Regions from separate parts of the Mus musculus genome. Here all the other regions are linked to region 3. A link is a contact called in public ChIA-PET, Hi-C, HiChIP or PLAC-seq and promoter capture Hi-C data. All regions are on one chromosome and are shown on one strand. The core of a region is the stretch at or near the end of the contact, and the rest is flanking DNA. Distances in the headings are between cores, read along the strand shown. Region 1 has its middle 62 kb from the start of Fam76b. Region 2 holds the start of Taf1d (TATA-box binding protein associated factor, RNA polymerase I, D). Region 3 holds the start of Cwc15 (CWC15 spliceosome-associated protein). Region 4 holds the start of Vstm5 (V-set and transmembrane domain containing 5). Region 5 overlaps Panx1 (pannexin 1). Region 6 holds the start of Panx1 (pannexin 1).

Region 1 (4,495 bases), core at 1,284-3,783, 610 kb after region 3:
AGCTCTAAGCCCTGAGCCTACACAGTTCTGACAACTTCTATTTTAAGCCTAGTCTTCAGAGGGAGAGGGGAAAGGGAGAACTTGAGGAAGCTGATGCAGCTTGGTTACTGGGTGGGGAACAGAAGAAGAAAACTCACTGACCCATCCACCAGTGTATCCAGAAGCCAGCTAGCACAGCAGTGAAAGATCAATGATGGAAGGAAAGCGCAATGTGCCTCCCAGGCATGTGTGTTTGAATCCTTGGTCCCCAGCAGGTGGCGCTGTCTTGGAAGGTTGTGGAACCGTTAGGAGGTGGAGCCAGCTGGAGGAGTGCTTCACTGGGCTTGCTCCTGAGGCTTCCTAGCCAGGCTCCGCTTACTGCTCTGCTTCTGCTTCCTGACTGCAGGTGCAATGCGAGCACCCAGCTCATAATCCCTTTCACCACACCATCCTGGCTATGATGGACGGTGTCCCTTTGAACACAAAGCAAAGCAATCTACCCCTTAAAGTAGATTCCTGTTAGTAATTTTCAAGGAGAAGTATAACCAGCACAGTTACCAGGGACTAAACCAATTTTCTGGGACTTATTCTGCCTTTCTTGCTTATTGCTTTGAGCAAAACTGCCTGCTTCCTTTGTGTTGGTAGCCCTTTAGGAACATAGTAACAGCTATTCATATGAGAGATTATGTTACATGCTGGCTGTGACACCCTCACCCCATCCCCAGGGTAAGACAGGACCTTATCTCTAGATTTACATAATTATGTGAAAAATATTCTCCATGAACACAAAAAAAGATAGAGAAGCAGCCCCAAGTTGACAGCAGACTCACAGTGGGAAGACCTTCAAATGCTCGGTTAGAAGCTGTGTATGCTGCCTTCACTGAGACAGCAGCACTGTTGTACTCCAGTAGCTTACATTCTGCTGGTCTGAGCAGGTGAATGCTAGCAACAGGCATTCAAGAGTGTTAGGACACAGGGTTTTCCTGTCTGGACATACCAGTGGTCACAAGCCTGCAGAAGGGTCCTAAGAGGTTGCATTGGGATATACAACTTCAGAGAAGGCACGTGTGACTCAGTCTCACAGCTTCTCCTTTGCTAGCCCCCATGACTGGTGCTTTTGGCTCTAGGCCTCTACTCCACCCCCACGAGGCCACTGCTTCAGACAAGCTAGAAAGGAATTATGATAAGCCATGTGTATCTCATAAATCCAAAACTGGGTGGAGTGATTGGACATCCTAAAATGTAATTAGGAACTTCAGGGTTTTATTTGTTTGTTTGTTTGTTTGTTTGATCATAGCAGTACCAGATGAACTGGGATAGTCAGCACTCATGAAGCAGGGTTGTGTTGGTGAGGAGGTGGAGGGACACTTTAATCAAATAGAGTGGAGCAGAATGCTGTCCCTCCTGAGAAGAGCAGCATAATTCACACGGTATGAGGAGAGAAATAAGGTGTGGTGGTTTGAATGAGAATGTAAGGTCTTCTATTTGAATGCTTAGTTCCTAGCTGTTGGACTGTTTAGGAAGGACTGGGAGGCATGGCCTTGTTGTAGGGAGGCTTTGAAGTTTCAAACCCCTCTCTTTCTGCCAAGTGCTTATGAGCCAAATGTAAGCTCTCAGCTACTGCACCAGTGCTATGCCTGCCTGCCTGCCTGCCTGCCTGCCTGCCTGCCTGCCTGCCACCATGCTTCCCACCGTGATGATCATAGGGACCTCTGAAACCATGAGCAAGCTTTCACGTCAATGCTTTCTTATATACACTGCCTTGGTCATGGTGTCTCTCCACAGCAACCATACCTAAGACAAGGGGGAATCTGCTGGCTGTAAATGACATGTTATCACAGGGCCACATTTTTGCCAGGGTCTCCATAGTAGGCAAGGCGAGGGGGGGTCAGGGTTGTGAATAGAGAAATATCCTCCTTTCTAGAGCATAGCATAGGAATGGGGTGAAGCCTTCAAGTCCACATTGATCAATTTCCCAACCAGAGCTAAGCCCTGAGCCAAGCGCTGGCCCTCTACTGGGCCAGGAAGCAGGTGTGGAGCGTGTTGCCATAGTGACACTAAGCAAACCTGCCCCACTTACGTTGAGCATTCCAAAGGTTCCTCAAATAGAAATAGACTTTTTTTTCACACTTCCTAAGAAGATCTGTTGTTGTTGACTATTTGTTTATATATCACCATAAAGTTTAGTGATCACACGACATGAAGTGCTGTGGAAGGATGAGGAGGCTCCCACACCAGCACAACGTTTTCTCTGAAAGATTACCACCGACCTGACATCCAGGCAGAATATCAATCCATCTATTAATTCCAGCAGTTAAAATGAGTTTTAGTAACATCTTTAGGCAGTTCATTTCCCAGCTTCCCCCAGCTCTGCAGACCTCAACACGTCATGAAGATGCTAAATAGCTCAGAGAAGTAAAATTAGGACGGGAATCAAGATCTAGCCATTCCTGTAGATGGGCTGAAAAGCTTCTCCCTTCAAGCTTCCAGAACAAAGGTGCACTCTGACCTGTCCAATCCCACCGGGCATTGCTGGCTAGAGAGCGCCACCTACTGCTCACCCTCCGCTACTCTCAGTACAAGAGTCCCTTTGTCAGCTCCAAGCATCCTGACCGCCCTACGCCAACTCTAATATTTGTAATTATTGTGCGTCTCAGACTGTGAGATCAAAGAAGAGGAAGAAAAGCAGCCTCCAAACGTGAGAAGGGAGTAAGACAGAAGGCTTTAAATGTCTCTTTGCTCCAGACACCTGCTCCTGAGGATGCTTGGGGACTGAATTCAAGGGCAGATGCAGCTGGCAAGTTTCATTACCCCTGACCGCATAGAGAAGCGATAAAGGGCAATCGGAAGAAAAAAAGAGAAAGCTTGGGTGACAGAGCAAAAGGAAAGAGACTCTGGACACAGCAGCTAAGAAAGAGATAAACTGAGCTCTACTTTACCGTCACCCCTCCCTCCTAATTAACAAGTTTTAGCCACCTAGATGGGAGTCCACATTTGAGTCTGTCCGATATTGTCAGTGTACCTCTCCTGGGGTTTTTAGGTTTAGCCCGGGACACTGTGGTTCGCTGCAGGGCCCACATCTGCGGGCTGTTGCATGTGGCTGTTTCTACTGTGTTTCTGTGTGTTGCTGTTGGGTTTGCTTGCACTGGCTAGGGTTCCTTTCAGAAAGGTCTGGCACACTTTCCTGCTCTCCAGACTTGAGCCACATCTTTCAGAGTCAACAAACATATCAGGACTTAGACAAGAATAAGATCCTTCTCACCTGAAAACGAACGAACAGACAAATACACCTAGACAGTGACATCTGGTCCCCAGAAGGGATCCATGGAAGGACATGAAGGTAACACTTATTGAAGATCTAGGGAAGGGAGCCATCACAGGCTTAGATCATCAATATTCCTAATAAAGATGGCGTTGGGGGAAGCTGATGCATTAACAAGGGCAAATAGGAAGTAATGAGCAGGATGTGAAGCTGCGACCCCCAGAGCTGTACATCTTTCCCTGTACCAGAGCTCTGGGGCTCTGCCAAGTCGCACCCTTCATGGCAAATGTGCCCACTTGTAGAAGCTGGAAGAACCACCAAGGCAGCACGAAGGGATTTGCTTTTAATAGGTTTATCTCCTTGAATTCCACACAGGAAATGTCCTCCTGTACCTACTGTGAACACTATGAAAGCCTTATGAGAGACCATTTGGAGACCACTCCACAAAGCCCATGAGACCATCTGGAAGCAGATAGTCATCATATCTTTTCGTACACAAAGCATACCAAGACAGCAGAATCCTGAGGAGTTCTAAATAACCAGTTCTTGCAGGGGGAAAGTCCTGGCGTGTAGTGTTTGTTTTCTGTGGTGTAAGTTCTCCCATTGTGCCAACTTTAAGCCATCACCTGAACACGGAATTGGGAAATCCTCGTGTCCATCAGTGCCTCTGGACTACATGAACTCAGCACAGCACAGCACGGCACGGTGCCATCTGTGTGAGTACCATGGGACTCAGCCCATGCACATCCAGGAGTAGAGCATGAAGAGCATTGTGGGACTGGTGGAGTGAGATTAAGAATGTGGGCCCTGGGTTGGGTTTTATGTTACAGATTTCAGTCCTGAATTAGATCATTTTCTTAACTTTCCCTGTAGTAAGAGACACTTCTCTCTGCCCGAGAGCGGTCAGCTGTACCTTCTTCTTCCTGTTGGGCTTGAAAGAAGTATTAGGTCTTTCCAGGTCCACAGAAGCTTCCAGCTGCAGCTGGAGAGTCTGCCTCTCAGCTCTGCACAGGCCCCTGGCTAGCTCATCTGTCCTCCTGGGACCCACTGTGCTGCTCCTTTTGGGATTTGACATGCCTTTGTATTTATATGGGCTAGATCTTTCATTAAAATACTGTTCTTTCATTAAAATCTGTCTGTGCATCCATCCCCAGTGTCTATTCTGCTTCCCCTTCTCAGTGAGTGTCAAGCATCCTTGGGTCTTTCTTGTTACTTGGCTTCCTTGGGTTTGTGGATTGTAGTATGGCTATCTTG
Region 2 (4,562 bases), core at 567-3,066, 810 kb before region 3:
GGTTCTCTCTATCTATTTTAAGTACAAGCATTACAAATAACTTGCTGGAGTGCAGGGTGTGGTAACATGCCTTTAATCCCAACTCTTGAGAGGTAGATGGGCAGGATTACCTGGGTGAGGGCAGCCATGGCTCTATCTACTGAGATGTCTCAAAAATAAATTGAACATTTGGACTGAATCTCTAGTTTACCCACAAAAGCTACCTTACCTTTGGTCTCCAGTATCTCCAGCTCTATCCGATGCCACACAGACAGAATTCACTTCTGATTGAGCCATCACTTTTCGCGGCCTTTCCCAATTTTCTGCAATCACAGATTTCAATGATGTACCAGCAGTCTAAGTTCAGCATACTCCTTCCCACTGTGTGAATTTCTGTAAAATCCCTATGGATAGTACATTTTATATCTACTTTAAAGCCTCTGAGTGGGCTTGTTTCCAGTATCCACATCGGGTTGCTCACAATCTCCTGTTAACTCCAGCTCCCTGTTAGTGATCTTTTGTCTTCCAGAGTACCCTCACACATATGGCATAGTTTTCTTTAAATATGTGAGTGAAAACAAGAAGCCACATTCCAATGCAGTTTGTTTTCTCACTAAATCTACCCCCAAAACCCGACATGGCTTTAACCACCACCTAGCCTCACAGTAGCATTTCTAATTCCAATCTGGGCTGCGAACTCGACACTGAAACAGAGTTCGGGTAGTTGGGATATGGCGATAGTGGCTCAAAAATCACTACTGATCAAATGGTCACAGGCCTGTAATCCTAACAACGTGTAAAAGAACCTTTAGATTATGGCTGAGACGATAGCCTAGCAGTTAAGTATACTGTCAATGGCCGGGCGTGGTGGCGCACGCCTTTAATCCCAGCACTCGGGAGGCAGAGGCAGGATTTCTGAGTTCGAGGCCAGCCTGGTCTAAAAAGTGAGTTCCTGGACAGCCAGGGCTATAAAGAGAAACCCTGTCTCGAAACCTCCCCCCCCAAAAAAGAAATGAATAGAATACTGTCAATGGACTAAGATGAGACTCCCAGAACTCACATGCCAGCCTAAAAATAGCTGTAAGCAGTCCTAAGAGATTCGATGTCCTCTTCTGGGCTCTGTGAGCACTGCGTGCACGTGGTGTAGAAATATTAGGCAGGCAAAACGGCCATATGTACTAAAGGAGAAAAGACTACAGTTTTCCTAGGCTACACAAAATCCTAGAACTAAAAATAATCACAACTTTCGAGGATAAGAAAAACAGGGTGACTACGACCTTAGATTGCAAAATGCCCGCTACATGAATTGCTTTTTTAAATTAACCCACCAAAACTGAAATTTAAGGTTGACCCGGTCGCCCCAACGATATGCCTGTGAGTAAATCAAAGATAATTCCTAGGAATCACTCCCACCTGTACGCTACTTTACAGTTCCGAGACTACAAGCTTTGGAGGCCACGTGGTGAGCTGCGTCGACTATGCGCCGTGGGCCCGCTGCAAGACCCTTTCGGAACGTAACCTAAGAGATGTGCGCAGGCAGCACGCGACCCCTTACACGGCACTAAAAACGCCCTCCAGGCCCAGAACACCTCGGCCTCTCCCAACAGCGACCCGGAGCCTCGTGCGGCCTGCGGATGGCGGGATTCCGGCCCGCTGCTCTGGCCCTACAAGAGCGCCGTTTCCGCGCGGACCGCAGCCCAAAGAACCCCGCCCTGCGGCCCCGTCGCCCGCAGCAGACCTGAGCGGCCACAGTGAACAACCGCTTACCTCTTCCGCCGCGTCGAAAAGAGCGCTCCCGGCGCCCAGCAGCCGGACTAGGACAAGGACGAAATCTCGCGTGAGTACACGTTGGTGGGCGTGGCTGTGCGTGTGGTGGGCGGGCCTCCGGGAGGGGCGGTACCCCGGCTCTCCCTTGGCCTAGAGCTATCAGAAAAGACTGGCAGGAGACTAAACCTGTGTTCGAACCTGAGTGGAAAGAAGGCCTTCCTGCAAGTGGGAGGACACTGCGGGCCAGGTGAGCGTCGATTTGTTGTGGTGACTGAGCCCGCAGTGTGCCAAGCTCTCTGTCAGACTAAGGGTGGCATGTGTTATGGATTTCTGTACTGTCCCTGTGTCCTCACTTGCCTCCTACTTTTTTTTTTTTTTTTTTTTGGTTTTCGAGACAGGGCTTCTCTGTGTAGCCCTGGCTGTCCTGGAAGGCACTTTGTAGACCCGGCTGGCCTCGAACTCAGAAATCCACCTGCCTCTGCCTCCCGAGTGCTGGGATTAAAGGCGTGCGCCACCACGCCCGGCACCTTCTACTTTTTGACCCCTGCACACACTGTCCAACAGTCTGTGGAATCCTGCAGCATTGACTCTGGCTTTGCACCCATGCAGGTCCACTAGGACTAAGTTGTAAGGGAACATTACAAACACCTTATTGAGTGCGTGACAAGATCTGTGGTGAGAGGGCAGATATTACTATCCCTTGAGTTCTCATAGACAAACACATTTCAAATGTAAAGTTGTTGGCCTAGAGATATAACTGGATTATAGAGAGCTTGCCTAGTGTACATGGCACCACGGAGAAAAAAAAATAAAAACAAAAAAAGCAAACAAAGACCTGTGTGTGTGGTTAGATCAGTATGAATATAGGGTCCTATGTGACTGAATGAACTATTTGCAAAGCTGTAAAGCCAGCCTTGTGCTTGAACCCTACTAGTCTAGTATATCGTAAAAGTGTGGTATATCATAAGTACCTAATAATTAGCAATATATTGTGTGCAATATATTTGGAAGAGAGAAGTCCCCTCTAGGTGGAAGATGGGCACTTCTCCTGGTGCTGCAGGATTATTCTGAAGTCTTCCTGGTGTCAGCCAAAGGGGCCATTTCTTCACTGCTGATTCAGCTTAGGGTGGGGTGCATTCTGGATTTACAGACCTGCCTTTGAGTTTGTTGTTGTTGCTGCTGTTGTTTGACACATGTCTCTTTATGTAGCCCTGACGATCCTGGAACTTGATTTGTAAACCAGGCTGGCTTTAACCTCACAGAGAACCTCTTGCCTTTACAGCCCTCTGCCTCCAGTGCTGGAGCTAAACATGTGCACCACCATGCCTGGCTTGAACCTGCTTTTGAATCCTGTTTCTGCCATGTAACAACTGAATGATCTTGAATAAATTTTGTTTCCTTTTCTGTACAGTAAGAAGTACAATATGTCTGTCATGGATTTGAGAATTTTGAGGGACTTTAAAGGGCCTGACAATTTCTGAATACAGGATGGCCTTAATCATGACACTCAGCATGATTGTCACCGTTAGCCTGTTGCTTTCCGTGTCGTTTCTCCCCCTGCACGTTTCTCTACCCTGTGTCTGAGCCATTGGCTCCCACCACTTACATCAGGAAAGTAAATATCTGCCTTCATCTGGCTGGAAGCTGTGCTGGAGCAGCTCTGACTATCGATGGAAACCATTCCCTTTGGCTCCTAATTCCAACTCCAACCTCTGCACACACGTGTTCTCCCCTGCCGTCATCTACACAAACGTACATTTCTAAACCAGTTATTCGGTCTGGAGAGTCCCATGGTTAGACTTTGTCTCTATTTTGGTAGGAATATAAAACAAACTGATTTTCTTTTAAGAAAGTAGAAAGTATAAAATTAGGGATATTGCTGGGCGGTGGTAGCACATGCCTTTAATCCCAGTACTCTGTGAGTTCGAGGCCAGCCTGGTCTACAGAATGAGTTCTACAGGACAGACAGGACTAGACAGAAAAATCTTGTCTCCAAAAGGGGGGTGTTACTCTAATTTGAATTCCTATTATTCCTATTATTCTACTACAAGTATAATCATCTAAAGTGCTTTCATTTTCCTCACTATATACTGAGCTATACTAAGACTGGGTGTGGTAGTACATACATCGAACTGGCCCAGCACTCAAGGGATCCAAACAGGAAGAGCACAGTACCAGACTAGCCTGGGCCATATAGTGAACCTTATCTCAACAAAAAATAAAGTAAAATCAAGCAATCAGCATTGGATTAACACACTGCTCATTGAGCAGATTGGGCATGTCTGTATACTAGGCAATATCTCTGGACGCCTGGTACAAAGTGTGATAGACTGTTAACATGGGGCATCTGGGTAAAGAGTGTGGAAGCTAGATTTGTATATGATATATCAGTCTTAAACTATTTCAAAGAAAATTAGCATGTTTTACTTCTAAACCATTAAAAACAATCAATTGAAAAATATGTTTAGAGTAATTCAAGTATGATTATAGCAGCTGGGACCTATTTTCAATAATTACTTATATTTCATTGGAAACACACGAGTATATGTGTTAAATAATTAAAAGACAGTAAAAACGAATGTTTGGTAAAGTACTAAAGTAAATGTCACCTATTTCAGCTACCTTGGAGGCTGAGGCAGGAGGATGATTTGTGGAGACAATGTAGGGATCCTATATCTTTAAAGAAAGACTGTAAATATAAGGTGCTAAATATGTACAATGGCACGTTCATGGAAGATATATGTTCTGAAAGTATGGTCAAAAATAGAAATCGTAGGCCAGAGATGGCTTAGGGGTTCTACGTGCAGAGAGAGCTG
Region 3 (4,383 bases), core at 1,619-4,118:
CACTGGAAGAGGGTACCAGACCCCATTACAGATGGTTGTGAGCCACCATGTGGTTGCTGGGAATTGAACTCAGAACCTCTGGAAGAGGTGGTGCTCTTAACCACTGAGTCATCTCTCCAGCCCAAGTACTAAATTTTTAAAACCATTTTAGAAACCTTTGGGCAAAAAGAATCCACACAAAGCATAGTGACACCCGGGATCCACCCTGTGACTGGCAAGTAAGTCTTTGATAAATATTTGTTGGTTTACACGAAATGAATTAGTGAGAATGCAGATCACAGCATCTTAGGAGACCTACCCAATGCTCACATGTAGTAGAAACACAAAAAGGATAACTGATGCTTCTCTCAAAACTCTTCAATTACATTCGGTGTCCCAGACAGAAGGCCTAGTATCAATGCATGATAGTATCAATGCATGGGACTGGAACAAACCTCATTCTCATCTCTAATCATTCATCAAAGAGATACAGCTCACAAAAATGCTACTTATTTCCAATTACCAGGATACACACAGTTTCTGCACACAACTGAGACAGACATGACGGACAGTACGGGTACCTCGAGTTGGGCGGTCCCTGTTTTTGTCCCTTGCAGCAGCTCTCTCTCTCTCTTCCAGTTCTCTCCTGAAGTCACGGTTTCGAACCTCTTCAGGGGCATCCTGTGTGGTTTGTCTTAAGTAGGAAAAACAAAACAAAACACGTCAAAAATGTTGGCCTCACTTGTCAAGGAAAAGAACCTATATAGCTTCAACAATTTAAGACAATCCAGAATGTAACTGTCTGTCAACAACAAAAAGGAAGAAGATAAGACAATATCCCAATCTGAGGGTTAATACACTCGTAGTGTTCCTTATCACTAGAACAACAAACTAAAGCACACAATTGCCTACAACAGAATGTCTTTGGCTTTTAAAAAAAAAGATTTATTTATTTTATGTATATGACTACACCATTGCTCTCTTTAGACACACCAGAAGAGGACATCAGACCCCTCCGATGGTTGTGAGCCACCATCTGGTTGCTAGGAATTGAACTCTGGACCTCTGGAAGAGCAGTGCTCTTAACTGCTGAGAAATCTCTCTAACCCATGTCTTCGGCTTTTTAAAACAGTCCACCAATTCAAGGGCTGTTAGAGCAACACTTCCATATTCACTACAGCTCCGTCTTCTCTGATGTGATTATCATGACTAATGAGTGCTTCATCTACACATAGCAATTCCTGGTTCAAAGGAACTTATGCTGGAAGACTGTCTAGCAACTTTACCTGTAGGGCGTAATTTTATTGTAAACTTTTTTGAAATACTTCTCTTTGGAGATCAGTAACCTAAATACTATAATTTAGACATGACCATAAGTCATATATATACATACATATATATAGAGAGAGGCTTGGTCCCATTCTGTGAACAAGACAAATGAAGGCCTTCTTACCTGTACTTTATCTTTGTATGAGAGGGAAGATCTCTGCTTGAATACTGCTTGGAGAGCTGGCTCAAATCCCCTTCTCCTTTTCCTCTCCCACCTCTTGCAGGTTCAAAAGTTGGCCTGGCTGCTGTTGTCATCTTTTAGTCTTCGGCAAAAGTGAATTTAAGTTATACTTTCATTTTACAGATAACTCAAAAATATCTATTCTTAAATCCTTCTCAAACTCCCCAAAATTGCTTAGTTTGCTTCAACACAAGTTCCTAAAAATCCGAATTATGAAACTCAGGGTGTTTACTAGGCAACTCTTATTCAGTATAAATAACTACTATGAAGATCTGAGTTAGTGCTTCTGTTCTGGCTGGGTAGCCCTGGGCAAGTCTTCTAGCTCGTTTCTGTCATTTGTGGAATGCCGACATTTCTATAGTATTATGAGATTCCCATACATGATGTCAGATCTTGCACAACAGTGTAGTGTAGCTTTTAAAATAAATGACTTAAAAAAATGTTATCCCACTAGCACTAGCTTCTCTGAGATTTTATTTTATTCTTTTTTAAAAAAAATTTATTCTTTTTTTTTTTTTTTTTTAATTATAGGATCTCACAATGTAACTGTCCGGCCAAGATTTGCTGTTCTACCAGAAACCTCACACTACAGCAAAGAACCCAATAAAAAACAAATTTCTTTTAAAGTCACAGTCAAACTTATTATGTTAAAATTTGTTTAAAGTCCCCAGTGACATTTACATGGGCAACCATTACCCCAGAATCTTGTTGACTCAATTTTCTTCTAAAGCAGTTACCACAACATTTATCAAGGCTGTAACTTCCGCGATGCTCAGAAAATCGGAACTCCACCCAACCAAGTATCAAGAACCCATCCTGAACTGGGTATGATGGGGGTACTCCTGTGATTCCAGAGCTTGGGAGGTGAAAGCAAAAGAATCGGGAGTTCGAAGCTAGCCTAGGCTACAAGAGAACCTTTGCCATTTTTAGCTGTCAAATAAGAATTGCAGCCTAACTGCAGGGCTACTAAATCTCCGTTAGCTTAAGCAGCTGCTCACACAGATCGTGTGTGAAGTGGGAGTTTCTCCCCATCCCACCCTCCTTTGCTTTTCTCAGTGTCTGAGGCGCTGCACCGGTGACCGCCCCGGGCTCGGCTTCAGCTCCGGACCACCATCCCTGCACCGCGGCCTGTACGATCGTCACGGGCTGCGGCGGCGACTCGGCTCCCCGGTGCCACCCACACAAGAACCACAAACCACCATGCCCGGCTGCTCACTCTGGCGGGGGTCCTACGCAGCACCTTCCGAAACTCACTCATGAACCAATGCGACCCTTAGCTCCCAGAAATCTCGGCGCCGGGGGCGCCAGGCCCAAGACCGGAAACAAAATGCAGAGCTTCCAGTTTTTACACCAGGGGCTCGGTTGAGACCCGGAAGCAAAACCTTCGCACTTCCAATGGCTGTGGAGAAGATGCGAACTCCACACCCGGAAGCAATTCCGGAGTTGTGTGTGTGTTTTTTTTTTTTTTTTTTTTAAACCGTCTCTCACAGGCTGACGCAGTGACCAATCAGCAAAGACACGGGAAAAAGATGGAATGACGTTGCCTAGGGGCGGAGCCAAGGCAGCTTAGGGGGCGGGCGTTTGAAACCGGTGCTTCATAGTCGACCCCAAATATCATCTTTTTTCCTTTGCGAACCAATTACTTAATCTCTCTTGCGTCTTTTCCTTTCCCGACCCCCTCCCAGACTCGTTCGCTGCGGTTCTGCGAGGACGGAGGCGCCAGGAGCCGGTCCGCGTCTCGCAAGAGAGATGTGAGGAGAGCTTGCCAACTGACCGACCCAACGGCTCCTGCTCCTCAGTAGACCCCGCAGCCTAGGGACTAGAGTTGTCACTTAAGTGGATATGAAGAAGGCGCAAATAAGTACGGGGGCAGCCACGAGCTTTCCAAAGGTACCATTCCTGCGAAACCACTAGCCTTGAAGGCAAGGGTTATAGTCGCATTGCTTGTTAAGATATATAAATATATAGATATATAGCTATATGCATTAAGCGTTGTAGCGTGAGGGGAGATGCTTGTGAGCGTTTACGATAGTGACAATTTATGGAGCAGTGGGCCTAACTGCCAGGAGGAGCACGAGATGGGATTAAGATGGCTTCGCCAACGTTGTCTTGTGCCCCATCATTGAGATCTTGGGGACGGCCGATGCTCGGTAAAGAGGATTCTGTTCTCCAGTTTATCTCAAGTGGAAGGGTCTCCTAAAATTGAACATTTCCGTTCTTTTCTGTCCTTCCTTTGGAACTTTTAAATGAAGAAAGAGAATTAGAAAAGAACCCACTCCCTCCCGAATGTGCCCGCTCCCCAAGTAGAAGGTGAAAGCTTCATATTTTTGCCCTGAGCCTCACACAAAGGACACCGCTTTCACATTAGTGACTCAAACCCAAAGATGGAGACCCTCTTCCTTCCCTCGTCACATCCTGTTCACCTGCCACTCTTGTCCAGTATTGTGAAAATTACCCTGAAGTTCCTTTGCTTGTCACCACACTCCTTCAGGCCACTGTCATTTCCTCTTGATTTGTAATTGCTTTCATAGGGACTTTCCTAGTTTTGCACAAACAGAGTGATTTTTTCAGATTACCAGGTAGTGGTTTTGACACTTAGGATAAAACAGCCTCTTGCTTTTACTTACACAGTCTGCCTCCTGCCTGCCTTTAGTCACAGGCACACCACACTCAAGATACACTCAACTGGACATTTCTGTTTCTTTCAACAAGGCAGGATTCCATTGTTTCATTTGAGTTTTGAGCCAAGCTCTTACAGTGCAGCCCAGGCTGGCTTTCAACTTAAGTTCAGGCATGCATTCATCTGTTTTTAAAGACTTGGGACTGTGTTCTTCACCTCTGCCTCCAAGACACCTGTAACTCGGTTCTTCAGGGCATAGCTTAGTGCTGCTTCC
Region 4 (4,615 bases), core at 832-3,331, 740 kb before region 3:
CTTCCAAATACAGGAATCTTGTGTTTGGGGACATGTTGTAACACAGGCTTTTTTTTTTTTTTTTTTTTTTTTTTTTTTGAAGGCAGCTTCTTGCTCTCACTTTCTTCCTTCTTTTATATTATTTATGGTTTCTTGTTAACCGTGCTAGGTGCCAAGCACAGGGCCTTGTTCATGCTAGAAAAGAGTTGCCATTGAGTTATACCCCAGCCTTTGGCAGAAGCTGAGGAGGCAGAGGATGCAGGGAGCTGGTGAGGAGAGGAGAGGCCCTCTCCACATTGCTGGGTTGGCCTCCAGCACAGGCCCCCTCCAAGCAGGCTCACACCCACTCGGCATTTGGGAAGAGCTGCTCCTGGTTGGAGAGGGGCAGACTCAGGGCTCATCAGAGCGGACAGTACTGACCTGCCTGGTGACAGCCGGGCAGGAGACAGTCACCAGGTGACACAGACTTTCACCTACTCCTCAGGCTTACATGTCACACTGTCATGGTGGCTCCCATCTAACTGCTAGGACCAGGTAAGTGTGGGTTCCTTTGCAGAGAGTCCTCTGGTTTCCCAAATCTGGGTTCTAAGTGTTCCCAGAAGGCAGCACCTACCTCCTTCAAAGGCCACGTCAAAGGAAAAATTGTTAACCACTGTATCCTACTGTGGCCTGCTTCCTGCAGGGAGAAGTCAGGCTCTGGATATTACCCTCTGAACATCACAGACAGACGGCTGTACCAAGAGCAAGAATGGTGACAAGAAACTTGTACTTGGGAAAACAACGGGAAAGATCACTGTCAAGATTCCTACCTGATGGATTAACAAGGGGCTAAGTCCAGGCCCCCCAGCGGCAGAAGCCACAGCCCAGCCATCTCAGCCCAGTCTTACTGAGTCTTACAAATACAAAGGCTGGTCTCCAAGAAAAGACCTAGAAGCTGTTTGAGCCTTGGCTTCACCGCACGCTAGGTAGGTAGTCACCTTCCCTGAGCAGTGTTGCCTTCCCGTGCCTCAGTTGCAGCACTTGTAGAACACAGAAAAAGAGGCTCTCATTTCATATGGGCTAAATGGTTAGGAAGTTTGTGGATCCCAAGAATCTGTGAACAAAGGCGCTTGATGAAGATCTGCTTTCCCCACCAGCCCTCTTAACTCCAGCCACCCGTCTCTGGCTTCTCTAAACCTCCATGAACTGACCCATAAGATGGTAATGGTAATAATGTTAGTCCTTGAACAAGAAGAGAATTGCACTATAATCTTTCGTGTCTATAGATGATGTTCAATGTGTACCACATTCTGACTCACCATTCTAGTGCTGCCTCACAGGGCACCTTCTCTGGTCTCATGCTCCAGTGAACCCCACGACCTCTTTTCCTGAGCCCCAGGCTACCTGGAAGTCTGCTGCATGTTAAGGGAGATCCATAGGACCCAGGAAACCCAAGGAGGGTCTACCACCAGAGAGTGACAGTGAGCACCCTGGGGTTTGCAGCCTGGTTATTTTCAGAAAGAAAATAAAAATTGCTGCCCAGGAGGCCAGGGCCCGGCAGGGAGCGAGTTATCTCCAGGACGGCTTCCTGCTTTGACAGCAGCAGCCACAGCGGCCCAGAGCACTGAGAGAGCCTTGGCTCGGCCTAGGACTCTCCAGCTGCGCCCCGCCAGCTTAGAGGCGGTGAAATGAGACTAGCCCGCATCACCTTGGCCTCCCGACAGCACCATAGGGGACGTTCCTTCCAGCGATGTTCTTCCCACCCTCCATGTTGCTCCCACCTACGAGGTCTCCCAATCAGGCACTTACTCTGCAGACAGCGGGCAGCAGTCACCCAGAACGCGAGCAGCCCCAGCGGGATGCCTTGGGTCCTCTCCCCGCACCGCAGTGGTCTCATGAGCGAGCCGCGGGCTGTATAGAACCCCGCATGGGCCTCGGGGAGGTGGCCGGTCCAATGCTCGCCCTCAGCAGCGCCCCGCAGCGTAGCGCGCCAGCCTAGCCTCCCAAGCCTTGGCTCTGCTGCTCTGCTTGCAACTCAGCACGTCTCAGCTCCTGCAGCTGCTCCGCCAGAGGCAGATGAGCAGGTTGTACTCTGGTTCAACCAGTTCCCAGGACAGAGGGAAGAAAGGAGGAAGGGAAGAGGGAGGGAGGAGTGAAAGAACGGAGGACTATAAATATGCAAAGATATGGGGTAATGGGAAGGCACGCACTCAGAGGCACTAATGGCAAATAATGAGCAATTTCCTGAGGGTCACACCCACTTTATCAATTCAAGGTTCAGTGCAGGGAGGTGACTGGGGGGAGGGCTAGTGCTAGCTGCTGTTCAAGGGTCCAAAAAGACAATTTGAGGACTTCATGGGCAAGTGGGAGGCTTTTAGGAAAGCCAAGTGACAGCCTGGGGTGTGAGGAGTGAGGGGAAACAGATAGGGTGACTCAGGCTGGCTCTGTGGAGTAGATGCAGTTATGCTCCATCCATCCATCCATCCATCCATCCATCCATCCGTCCGTCCGTCCGTCCGTCCGTCCATCCATCCATCCGTCCGTCCGTCCGTCCATCCGTCCGACTATCCATCCATCCGGCCAGTTACTCAGCCAGCCAGGAAAGGATTCTGAAAGCTGCGTTCTGTCTGGGACCTGGCTCAGGTGGGCGTTCCACCACAGGACAGTGTTGGAATGATGCCTGAGCTACACTTAGAGACACAACCACACTGATTTGCAGAGCCCCTAGAGGTGGCCCTCCTGTAATCTCAGCACTCTGGAATCCTCAGGAGTGACTAGGTACTTTAGGAATCCTAGCAAGGGGTGGGGCCTGCAAACAATGACCAACTGCTATATAGTCTGCTGTTAAATGAAGAACCAGGATGCTGTAAGACTCAAAGCAGCTGGACTCAAAGGGGGATGTGGTGATGTGTAAAGATGTGGAAGTCGGGGAAACTAAAACTGGCCCAAGCTAGTTGTGGCAGTATGGTTTACTTCGTCAGAGCTAGATCTTCTTACTAGGGAATAAGATTCCGAGCAAACAGCAGTGATACTTAAAAGGGAAGTCTACTCGGGAGGGCGGCTCTGGAAAAGATTCTGCTTTCCTGGGGAAAGGATAGAAAGGGCGGTGGCTGCTTGCTGTGTAGCCGTTTCCTTCCAGCTGAGACACTCTTTCCTGAAAGGAGGAGGCAGCTCACAAAGCACAAGCCACTCAAAGGATTCAGGGCACTAGGGCACTTAGAGAACTCTTGGAGTATGCCATTGCCAGGGAGAGGAGACTCTTCCACAGAGCTGCAAGTTGTAGAGGGAGCCCCAGTGATGGGCTGGGCTGGGCTTCTCTGTAATGCAGCCGCTGGAATCACCCATGTTCCTGACCCTTGCTAATGTAACCTTAATACACTCATTGTTCTGAGCTGGAGAGAAGTAGTCTTTCCAGGAAACGCTTCACAGCTCTCCTCCTGCCTCGAAGACATTCCTTCTCCTTAGATCTGGAGCTCTTGACATATTTCGTGAAATTTCAAGTGAGGACAAATCTCGCTAGGTGAGGATGGAGGAACAGAAAGACAGGAAGTGCCAGGAGACAGCGGTGTGTAGCATGCTCTCCCAGGAGACCATGGGATGTAGCACGCCCTACTGTGATCTGGCTCTTGGGGGGGGTTGTATCTGCAGTAAGACTCTGGGTGGGATGAATGCTGGGGCTCAGCTTGCATTCTCCTTTCTGTTTAGTACAGGATTCTCACCCACGGGATGGTGTCCCTCAAAGTTAACGTAGGCCTTCCTACCCCAATTAACCAGATTTAGATAATCTCTCACAGGTGTGCCAAAGGACGTCTTTCCCAGGTGACTCTAGAACCATTAAGTTGGTCATTTTAACCATCACACACACATTCTGGTGAGAACAAGAATGGTCTACCCTGGAACTGCACTCACAGTGTCCTCTTTATTGGCTATCATTGGCTCATGGGTAAAAAGATGAGACCATTGGGGACTCCCTGGGAGTGGCATGTGGCCATTGCTGGGATTGCTAAAGCAGAGGACATGAACCTACAGGTATTACCACCCATGCCTGTCACACAAGAAGTCCTGGACTCATAATGAAGCTAAGTCAGGTATGGTGAATTAAGAAGCTGAGGAAGAAGGAAACCAAGTTTGAGGCTAGCCTGGGCTACGTAGCAAGGCTCTCTTTCAAAAATAAAAATATTTTAAAAGTCAAAAGAATGAAGCTAAGATGAGACAAACTGGGCCGGGACCCAGGGAGAGAAGCAGATACAGTGTGTGCTCTGGGGTTTGAACTCTCACTTTCCCCAGTAGCTTGAACTGGATTTCTGTGACATAAAGCTAATGTTGGTTGAAAGACAGGACATTACAATTAGGGGGAATATATTCAAGACATCTACTTACTGCACAGCACGGAAATGATAATTAATGACGAAATGTGTTGAGTGAACGCTGAGTGGAAGAAGGCTCGCAAGTGATGACCATCTGACCTGTGCTACTTTATTCAGCTCCGTATTCACACTGTGCTGACACTGTGTACACATACTTTAACATACTAGGTCATGCACAATAATTACTATCTGTCAATTTAAAATAAAATAAAGTGTGTGTGTGTGTGTGTGTGTATGTGTGTGTGTGTGTGTGTGTGTAAGCCAAAAGTCAAGGGCAAGAGCTTCTGTGG
Region 5 (4,032 bases), core at 204-2,703, 520 kb before region 3:
GGGACTAGAGTACTGGTCTGAGTCATTTCAGAGCCTGGACAATGAGACTACTTGGACATTGACGATGTCTCTAAGTTACATGTTTGCCAGAGTGAAGCTGAGTCCCCCCCTTGGAGGAAAGGGACATCGTCTAGAGCATCACCCGTGTGCTTTCTTTGGCTCTTTATGCAGGGTGTTTGGCATTTATACACATATGACATACCACAAATGAGGAAAATCCAGAGAAAACTCACAACAGAAACATGTCCGTAGGAGGTCTTGATCAGACCCATCACTACTACCAGTGGGCTCGAGGAACTGAGATACATGGAGGTTGTCTCAGGGAGCTGGAGGAATCAGGTTTCCTAGCTGCAGACAGCGACATGGAGTTCCTTTTAGCTGATGTTGATCGAGGGCCCTCATGCTCTGCTTGGCAGCAGTGGGCCACAGAATGCGTCTCAGATTCTCAGATTCTCCCTGGTGGTGAACTGAATTAGAAAGAGAGACAGAAAAGATAAAGCATGGTTTTCCCAGAAACCCAGGGACAGAGCCGTGAGTTCTCCTGTCCCTCAGCTGTTCTCCGAGTGGAGCCCAACTCACTGGATCTGTTATTCCTCAGTGCTCCCGCTGCAGGGCTTTAGTGAAGCGACAGCCAGGTGGTTGTGGGTGAAGAGTGAGTGTATAGAAGTAGTGATTGGTAAAACAGAAACAAAAAACCTGGCTCTGTTCTTCTCAGAAAATGTGCCTTCCTTACACACAGCTGGGTGGACAGGAGGGAAGGGTGTGACCAGGAAGACTGTGTCCCGTGAGTCACGAGAACGAGGTGGCTGAGAGGCTGGAGACCACATGGAGATGCTGAGCTAACAACCCAGCAGGACTGCCTAGGGCAGCACTTCTCAACCTGTGGGGGAGTCGCATAGCAGATATTTACATTATGATTCATAACAGTAGCCACATAACAGTTATGCAGTAGGAACAAAATAATTTTATGGTTGGAGGTCACCATGGCATGAGGAACTGTAAAACTGGTCGCAGCATCAGGAAGGTTGAGAACCACTGGCCTTGGGAGTGTGGGGTGAGGCACTTCCCGGAGATGCTTCGTCCTGTTGGGAAGCAGGGTGGCCACGGCACAGTGGAATGGAAGCAGGGTTATGGAGAGTAGGATCTGTGACTGCCAAACAGGCATATGGCAAATGCTGGACCAGTGGGAGCCGCTGCGTGGGCCTGGCAGTATGCTTGGTTCTAAGAGTCTGTCCTCAGAGCCAAGTCGTGGTGGTGGTTAGTGGTGAGAGGAGAGGCAGGGGAAGCCTCGCCAGTTACAGAGGTGGGTTCTGGTCGGCAGGAGGGGAGCAGGGAGAGCCTAGTGTGTCAGAGAGGAGAGGCGTGGAGACCACCAGTCAGGCTCAGGGAAGGCTCTGGTCAGGACAGAAGCGGAAGGATGTGGGCGCTTCTGAGAAGGGAACGTGCCGACAGCACACAGGGCTTGATACCACACAGCCAATCACAAGGTGACACCAAGAGATCTTGAAAGCCACACAGTCACTGTTAAAGCTACCCCAGGAAGACAGGCACTGTGTTTATGCTTATGTGTTGTGGTAGCAGCTGACCAACCACTGGGGTAGCATGCCAGGTGTCTGGGGCGCTGACATAAGCCACTTCTCCTATAAATTAAATTTGTCCAAGTATTTTATCACAGCAACAGAAATGAAACTAAACTAGACATGGAATTGCAGGTCTGAGTAGAAATCCCCACAATGGCACACTGGTGTGCAGGCTCACACTGTCTGAGGAACAGCAGTCTAGTCTGGTGGCGCCCACTCGGGGCACCTGTCAGGGTGATGTGTGGAAGCTGTGAGACCGAGGGTGTAGAAGGGATGGTGTCTCTTTAGTTCCTTTCTGTCCCTGTGATAAGATACTGAGGAAAAGCAACATGGAGAGGAAAGGGTTCATGTGGTTCATGTGCAGGTCGTAATCCACCACTGAAGGAAATGAGGGCAGAGACCAGGAACATTGCTTGCTGGCTCACACTCAGGCTCACACTCTGGCTCACACTCTGGCTTGCACTCAGGCCCACACTCTGGCTCACACTCTGGCTTGCACTCAGGCCCACACTCTGGCTCACACTCAGGCTCACACTCAGGCCCACACTCTGGCTCACACTCAGGCTCGCACTCAGGCTTGCACTTAGGCTCACACTCAGGCTCTCACTCAGGCTCACACTCAGGCCCACACTCAGGCTCGCACTCAGGCTTGCACTTAGGCTCACACTCAGGCTCTCACTCAGACTCGCACTCTGGCTCGCACTCATGCTCGCACTCAGGCTCTCACTCTGGCTCGCACTTAGGCTCTCACTGAGGCTCGCACTCGGGCTCGCACTCAGGCTCACATTCTGGCTCACACTCTGGTTCACACTCAGGCTCATACTTACCTAGCTTTCTTACACAGCTCAGCACCAGCTGCCCAGGGAGTGGTGCTGCCTGCAATAGGCTACTTCCTCCTATCAGTTAGTAATAGTGACAGCCCCTGCCCCTGAGACACACCTCCAGGCCACTCTAAGTGAATTCATCCGAGGCTCCCCACCAGGTGACTATAGGCTGTGTCAAGCTGACAGTCAAAGCTACTGAGGACAGACTCTGGGGAGCAGTGGCACTGAGAGGCAGGAGTAAAGGGCAGATTATCCTGTACATATAAGCTTGTCAGTACAGTAGGGTGAGCCAGATGCTTCCAGGGCTATTCTGGGGCAGAGACCAAGATGAAGGACATGGGTGTGGTGGCAGGGGTTGAATTTTGTCACCCAAGATTATGTTGCCATCTTAACCCTGTATACTGAGAGTATGACTTGAGTTGAACAGTTTGTTAGAGATTCAGTCGTGAGTTATGAGGACCAACCCTGGAGCTGATGGTGTCCTCTTACGAGGAGAAAAATTGCACATAGACACACGTCAAGGGGAGAGAATGTGGGGACACTTGTGGGGGAGGTGGCCTCCCCAGGGCCTTCGGAGGGAGTTCTGTAGGACTGGCCTACAGAACAGTCAGAGAAAAGACTCATTGTCCACGGCCTTGCAGTGTGTGGGATTTGATTGTGAGAGTCCCGGAAATGAGCAGGGCTTACAGTCAAGATGGCTCACTGTTTAAGAGCAGGCTCTGGTCTGCAGAGGACCTTGGTCTCTGAGGCTCTTAGTTTTAGCATCCACCCCTGCCTGTACCTCCTGTTCCAGGGGATCCGACCCCCACACATACCTAATACACACACTCTCACACACATAGACATAATTAAAAATTAGGTAAATCTAAAATATATACTTTTCCAAGATTGTTCCCTAACTAGAGAAGTAGCCCATGCCAACTGGACATAAAGCTGTGGCTTTGGAGTTGGGCACAAATCAGTAATCATAGCTGCTATATTCCCACACGGAATGTTTTTCAGTTTTTTGCCTTGTAAAAATAAAATATAGAAATATGTTTAATCTAAAACTTAAAAAAACAGTAAACATATGTTATAGTGGTACAATTTACATGTTAAATAACAATGCAATAGGATGATCTTATATAGCTTTAAATAGAAGAAATGGGAGAATTTTCAGATTACAAAACCCCTTTCCTCAGAACAGTCTTTTTAAGTCACTTTTTTGAGTGACTAATCGTGCTTAATTCCTGTTGTTCAGCTTACAGTCCTCTGCATATCCATCCACTGAGCTCCGACCTCCCAGACAAAGCTCAGTGTCCACTAAACTCCCATTCCTCAGCTCTTGGCAGCCGCCTAGCTTGTGTGTCCACCAGGCATGGCTCTCAAGGGACTAGGGGTTCAGGGTGTGTGTAAGCATGTCTCAATTCAGTGCCAGCTAAACTCCAGAGACATTCTTCAGGGTAATGTTCAAGTGTCTGTCACCATGGACTGGCATTGTCAATTCTCCCTGTTGACTAGGCTGACCTTCTCTTATCCCTTCCTCTGGACTCCTACCCCTGCTTTTTTCACAGCTGATGGCTACCCCTGGCACTAAGAGCAGGTATTTTTTGCTGGGCAAGTGAGTGCATCCAGGATACCAGCAGAGG
Region 6 (4,162 bases), core at 349-2,848, 540 kb before region 3:
TTCCCAACAGCTTCTCTTTATTCTCTCTTAAGCTCATCAGTCTTTGACTGATGTTTTAATGAACGAACAAAACTGCCAGGGTGGGGGAAGTTTATAAAACTACTGCGAGACCCAACCGAGAGCCTCAGAAGTCCATGTGTGATCACTGAACAGATACGCAACCCACTATCACCGGCCCGGCCCAGAGTGAGCTGGGTGTTAGAGAACTGGGGGCACCAAGAGAGTGCCTGACTCATCCCAACTAGGGGAGGGGTCATGCGAGGCTTCTCAAAGGGGCCATTTCTCCTCTTGGATGAGTTGATCTTGGCAGAAAGAGAAGAGAAACTGCGTGTGTGACTTACTGGTTCCTAGAAAATACTCAGGACAGTTCTGCCTGCCCCAAACAGACTCGTCCCCTCAGGCTGTGAAACCCAGTGTCACCTCAATCCCATGCCACATGCCTTTCGAGGAACAGACAGGAGTGGGAACTGGGTCACTTAAAAACCACTCAAGGTGAAAGAGATTCACTTAGGACCGTCTGAGTAAAATTAATTAAAGCATGCAAGTACCACTTTTATCTCCCAGCACTCCATAGCCATCTGGAGAAAGATTAGGAGGGTCTGGAGGATGCCTTCCTGTAAGCAGTTAGGGATGGGTGGGTAAATTGGGTGCTGGTTGCTGGCTGTGCAGGTGGGGAACGGTCAAGTCTGCCATATTTAGAAAAGAGAAGCACATCAATTCAGAATTGGTTGGCACAGCTGTCAAGAGTGATGGAAACTCTAAAAATGGAGTACCCGGCTTCTACTTTGGGTGCCAGCACCAACAACAATGGTTTGGGAAAGGTAGAAGACAGTAGTTGAGGTCTGAGAAAGGATTGTGTGAAGCATTGTCAGCACAGGACTGCGAAGGTCTCTGATGGTCTTTAGAGGTCCAGTATGTGGGCCTTGGAGTTACCCTACTCAGACCCCGCTGATGTACACAGCCCAGGGAAGGCGTCTATGCTTGGCACATTCACCTTCCAAGGCCGTTTGCCGTAAATGGTTGGAACATTTCTTGGATGCTTCATTGTCTACTGTAGGTGAGGTATTCAGAAGGAGCTCACCAACACCACATACACAGCAGTTGGCGCCTCAGGAACCATGACTACTGCTTTAGACAGGAAGGTAGAGGAAAGGGCAAAGGGCTGGGCATGCCCTCCCCTTACAGAACTCTGGAAAGATGCAGGCCCTCTCTACAATATACTTTCGGTCATCACCGCAAGATTATCTCGACCTTTTTCTGACACCCGTTGTTTTTGAAGGTTTTTTTTTTTGTTGTTGTTGTTGTTGTTGTTTTGTTTTGAACAGAACCCGGATTGCACCCTGGAGTGTGGCGCTGTGGTTGAAGCGCTTGTCTAGCGTGCAGAGTTGCACAAGACATTGGTTCATCTTCAGCATCAACGCTCTCAATGGTGGACAAGGCTTAGAAAGGGGCTAGCTCGTGCTCCGGGGAGGGAGGCTGTCAGCAGAAAGGAGTGCAAAACCACACACACACGGCTCTAGGGTCTTGTGCAGCCGCGCCCACCTCGCCCGCGTCAGCGCGCTTCCGGAAACTGCTCGCCCCTGGGAACCCGGTTTTCCCCGCGTAGGTTCCGGAAGAGCTCGGTTCTGTAGCCGAGCGCGCAGGGCGGGCGCGGGCAGCTGTAGCGAAGAGCTTTGTTCCCGGCACGTTGTTGCCCCTGCGCGCTCGGAGTGGCCGGAGGGAGTCCTGGTGTCGCGCGCGCCGGGCCCGCGGGGGCTTAGCACGGGAGTGATTGCTACCGCCGGAGCTCCGGGGCTCGTGCACCCTGCGTTGCTTGGGGCGGTCCCAGGCAGCTGCAGCTCCCGTGCGGTCCCTGCGGGGTAGGTGCAGCGACAGCCAAGGCGGTACAATGCTGGGCCCGCCCGGGAGCCCGGGAAGGGAAAGCGGAAGCCGCGCGCCCGGTCGGTGACCGCGCGGATTCGGCGTCTCGCCCCGGCTGCCGGCAGCACCGGCGCCTGCCCTCGGCTGCCCGTCCCGCGGCACCCGGTGCGCCTTGACCATGGCCATCGCCCACTTGGCCACGGAGTATGTGTTCTCGGACTTCTTGCTGAAGGAGCCCACCGAGCCCAAGTTCAAGGGGCTGCGACTGGAGCTGGCGGTGGACAAGATGGTCACATGTATTGCCGTGGGTCTACCTCTGCTGCTCATCTCGCTGGCCTTCGCTCAGGAGATCTCCATCGGTGAGGCCAGGGGCGCAGGGGCAGTCTGGGCTAGGCTGGCATTGTCTGAGGTTGGTTGCTGAGAAATTTCACCGCACGCAGCTGGCATTTCCGCACGCCCCTCCTAATGTAGCGATTCTGAAGCATTATTCGTCCATGTGTAACCTGGGTACCTCTGTTGACTTTCCTAGTATCCTCTTTCCAGTTCCTTTGTCTCCTGCGCCTCATTATTGTGGCTTGGAGTTACATTCAGCCTGTTGCTGCGAGACGTGCCAAAAACTGCTCTCCCTACTCCTCTCTCCAGTAATTGTACAGTCACCTATAATTTCCTGAGTGGGTCCAGGGAGGATGTAAAGACAAGCGTTCCACATACAGGGTGCTGTTTCACTGTCTTGCCTTTAAATGATACTTGAGTTCTGTCTTAGGGTTATGTGTGCTGGGGATTAACTGCCCCTGGAGGCAGGAGACGTCCTCAACCTAAGCCTTGCAATGAATGAAAGATGAAGAAATGACCCAATCCCCTTCATATAAGCTCTCATTTCGCCCTAATAGTTTAGTGCAATTCCAAAGGCTAGCGTTGTGGGCAAGATCATGATGCAGAGTGAGTGGTCCTATTTATCCTAACTTTTATAACCTGAGTGAGGGTGTGAATTGCAGCTAAGTAGCATAGCAGGTGGGGCAGGACCTGGAGGAACACCTGTGTCAGGTGTGGGTAGCCCCAGATGAGACTGTTCAAGATTTTGAGATGAGACTTACATGTTCCCCGAAAGGAAGCTCAAAGCGCTGTGTCAGCCAAGAGTAGAGGGCTTCCTCTGGGAAGCTGAGGGTATATGGGCCTGGGTCAGATTACTACAGAAAGCACATGCTCACTCACCTGGGATTGGGAGGCTGTTGACAGACAGGCTGACAGCAGCATTCAGTGAGTCATAGTGAGGGCACATAGCTTCTGGATGTAGGAGGGGCTTCTGGATGTAGGAGGGGCTTCTGGATGTAGGAGGGGCTTCTGGATGTAGGAGGGGCTTCTGGATGTAGGAGGGGCTTCTGGATGTAGGAGGGGCTTCTGGATGTAGGAGGGGCTTCTGGATGTAGGAGGAGGGGAGAGCTGGACCTGCCCTGGGGCATGCAGGTGAGAGGGCTTCTGCATGGATGAGGGGTGAGCGGAGGAAGGAAGATGGGTCCCCTGAGGGATGAGGGAGGGGCTACAGAAAGCTGCTTGGCACCTAGATTCTAACAGACCTTGGAGAGAAGAGGGTATTCCTGCATGAGCAGGCTGGTGGGACCTGGAATTGAGGTAAGCTTGGTTAGGAAAGGCCTGGCGTGTGTAGTCTGTACCATGTATGGCTGAGTTGGTCAGGGTGGCAGAAAGTTGCTGAAGTAATGGTGCAAAGTTAGTTTTCTATGTTCCTGGTTCTTGGGATGAAAGGAAAACCAGGTCCCAATGATAGTTTCTGCCTTCTAGCTGTGGACTGAACCAGATGCCAGGCATCAAGTCCCCAAGAATAAATGTCCCTGTGCTGAAGAAGCAAGTCTTGGACACCTGGTGCAGGCAGAGGGACGACAGGGAAGAGCTGATCACTGTCTGTAAAGTCCCTTGACTGGATGGGCTTCTGAGGCACCTGATGTGCAGGGCCGGATGGATGTGCTGTGTGGAAGGCATCGTGGGGGGAGGCATGAAAAGTGGGTTCAGCCAGCAAGGGTCTGCTTCTGCTGTGTGCAAGCCTTGCTGTGCTCTCTGGGGGATAGGGAGATTTCTGAGGCATGGCCCTCTCTCTACCTGTGAGACTTTACCATCGAGATAGATACTGTCTGCTCACTGGTGACTTCCTGCTGTCTGTGGCTTCAGGATGAGGCAGCTGTGGGAACTATGAGCACCAGACTGGCTGGCTCTTAGGTGAACTCTCAGGCTCAGGCAGATGCCCCTGTCTTCTGAAGGGCTCAAGAGTTTCAAGGGGAAGATGTGTGTG

What was found. Promoter capture Hi-C pulls out the DNA fragments that hold promoters and counts their contacts. A called contact is a pair of places that touch in the nucleus more often than the background predicts. ChIA-PET counts read pairs in DNA pulled down with a chosen protein or histone mark. HiChIP or PLAC-seq counts read pairs in DNA pulled down with a chosen protein or histone mark.
Region 1: a contact with region 3 is called in a Hi-C map of regulatory T cells, with 1.7 times the contacts expected there. The contact joins the enhancer-like site here to the promoter of Cwc15 in region 3. A contact is called at or near these places in 19 of 39 promoter capture datasets (the 3T3-L1 cell line, 3T3-L1-derived adipocytes, the C10 cell line and 12 more), 2 of 15 datasets of contacts at CTCF or cohesin (large pre-B cells and pro-B cells), 47 of 484 Hi-C or Micro-C datasets (3T3-L1-derived adipocytes, the AML12 cell line, the C2C12 cell line and 31 more), 24 of 115 datasets of contacts at active chromatin or transcription factors (the 230-238 cell line, the NIH/3T3 cell line, the SCID.adh cell line and 19 more) and 6 of 9 other capture datasets (adipose tissue, embryonic stem cells, embryonic tail and 3 more).
Region 2: an RNA polymerase II ChIA-PET map of memory CD8 T cells shows a contact between it and region 3, with 47 read pairs. The contact joins the promoter of Taf1d here to the promoter of Cwc15 in region 3. A contact is called at or near these places in 6 of 39 promoter capture datasets (the C10 cell line, cranial neural crest, hippocampal neurons and 2 more), 3 of 484 Hi-C or Micro-C datasets (B cells, CD4 T cells and CD8 T cells), 5 of 115 datasets of contacts at active chromatin or transcription factors (astrocytes, effector CD8 T cells, memory CD8 T cells and 2 more) and 4 of 9 other capture datasets (adipose tissue, liver, macrophages and 1 more).
Region 4: an H3K4me3 HiChIP or PLAC-seq map of bone marrow-derived macrophages shows a contact between it and region 3, with 5 times the contacts expected there. The contact joins the promoter of Vstm5 here to the promoter of Cwc15 in region 3. A contact is called at or near these places in 2 of 39 promoter capture datasets (hippocampal neurons and liver), 2 of 115 datasets of contacts at active chromatin or transcription factors (bone marrow-derived macrophages and embryonic stem cells) and 1 of 9 other capture datasets (adipose tissue).
Region 5: an RNA polymerase II ChIA-PET map of memory CD8 T cells shows a contact between it and region 3, with 184 read pairs. The contact joins the enhancer-like site here to the promoter of Cwc15 in region 3. A contact is called at or near these places in 3 of 39 promoter capture datasets (the 3T3-L1 cell line, hippocampal neurons and stem cell-derived epiblast-like cells), 32 of 484 Hi-C or Micro-C datasets (the C2C12 cell line, CD4 T cells, CD8 T cells and 22 more), 4 of 115 datasets of contacts at active chromatin or transcription factors (bone marrow-derived dendritic cells, effector CD8 T cells, large pre-B cells and 1 more) and 3 of 9 other capture datasets (adipose tissue, embryonic stem cells and liver).
Region 6: a contact with region 3 is called in a promoter capture Hi-C map of pre-B cells, with 2.9 times the contacts expected there. The contact joins the promoter of Panx1 here to the promoter of Cwc15 in region 3. A contact is called at or near these places in 1 of 39 promoter capture datasets (pre-B cells), 1 of 115 datasets of contacts at active chromatin or transcription factors (effector CD8 T cells) and 2 of 9 other capture datasets (adipose tissue and liver).

The regions. Positions count from the first base shown.
Region 1 is chr9:13,887,874-13,892,368 of GRCm38.p6, reverse strand. No RefSeq gene overlaps it. Among named protein-coding and RNA genes, the nearest start is that of Fam76b, 62 kb to the right of the region's middle. Within about 2 kb of position 2,533, at least 26 of the 459 cell types and tissues checked have an H3K27ac peak or open chromatin away from gene starts, as enhancers often do. A contact at or near this core is called in the SCID.adh cell line, regulatory T cells and stem cell-derived neural stem cells, where this site is marked.
Region 2 is chr9:15,303,468-15,308,029 of GRCm38.p6, reverse strand. It overlaps Taf1d (TATA-box binding protein associated factor, RNA polymerase I, D), which reads right to left and starts at 1,816. Exons shown (of 7, transcript NM_029248.2): 1 at 1,747-1,816; 2 at 209-302. The coding sequence starts at 276. It overlaps 4931406C07Rik (RIKEN cDNA 4931406C07 gene), which reads left to right and starts at 1,863. Exons shown (of 9, transcript NM_001199485.1): 1 at 1,863-1,993.
Region 3 is chr9:14,499,104-14,503,486 of GRCm38.p6, reverse strand. Cwc15 (CWC15 spliceosome-associated protein) reads right to left here and starts at 2,868. Exons shown (of 7, transcript NM_023153.3): 1 at 2,706-2,868; 2 at 1,433-1,571; 3 at 561-673. The coding sequence starts at 1,563. It overlaps Kdm4d (lysine (K)-specific demethylase 4D), which reads left to right and starts at 3,005. Exons shown (of 2, transcript NM_173433.2): 1 at 3,005-3,379.
Region 4 is chr9:15,236,511-15,241,125 of GRCm38.p6, reverse strand. It overlaps Vstm5 (V-set and transmembrane domain containing 5), which reads right to left and starts at 2,081. Exons shown (of 4, transcript NM_026955.2): 1 at 1,768-2,081. The coding sequence starts at 1,855. It overlaps Gm51702 (a long non-coding RNA gene), which reads left to right. Exons shown (of 3, transcript XR_003948285.1): 3 at 1-43.
Region 5 is chr9:15,015,737-15,019,768 of GRCm38.p6, reverse strand. The region is part of intron 2 of Panx1 (pannexin 1); the gene reads left to right. Among named protein-coding and RNA genes, the nearest start is that of Panx1, 28 kb to the left of the region's middle. Within about 2 kb of position 1,453, at least 138 of the 459 cell types and tissues checked have an H3K27ac peak or open chromatin away from gene starts, as enhancers often do. A contact at or near this core is called in the C2C12 cell line, CD8 T cells, Th1 cells and 10 more, where this site is marked.
Region 6 is chr9:15,042,914-15,047,075 of GRCm38.p6, reverse strand. Panx1 (pannexin 1) reads left to right here and starts at 1,598. Exons shown (of 5, transcript NM_019482.2): 1 at 1,598-2,219. The coding sequence starts at 2,039.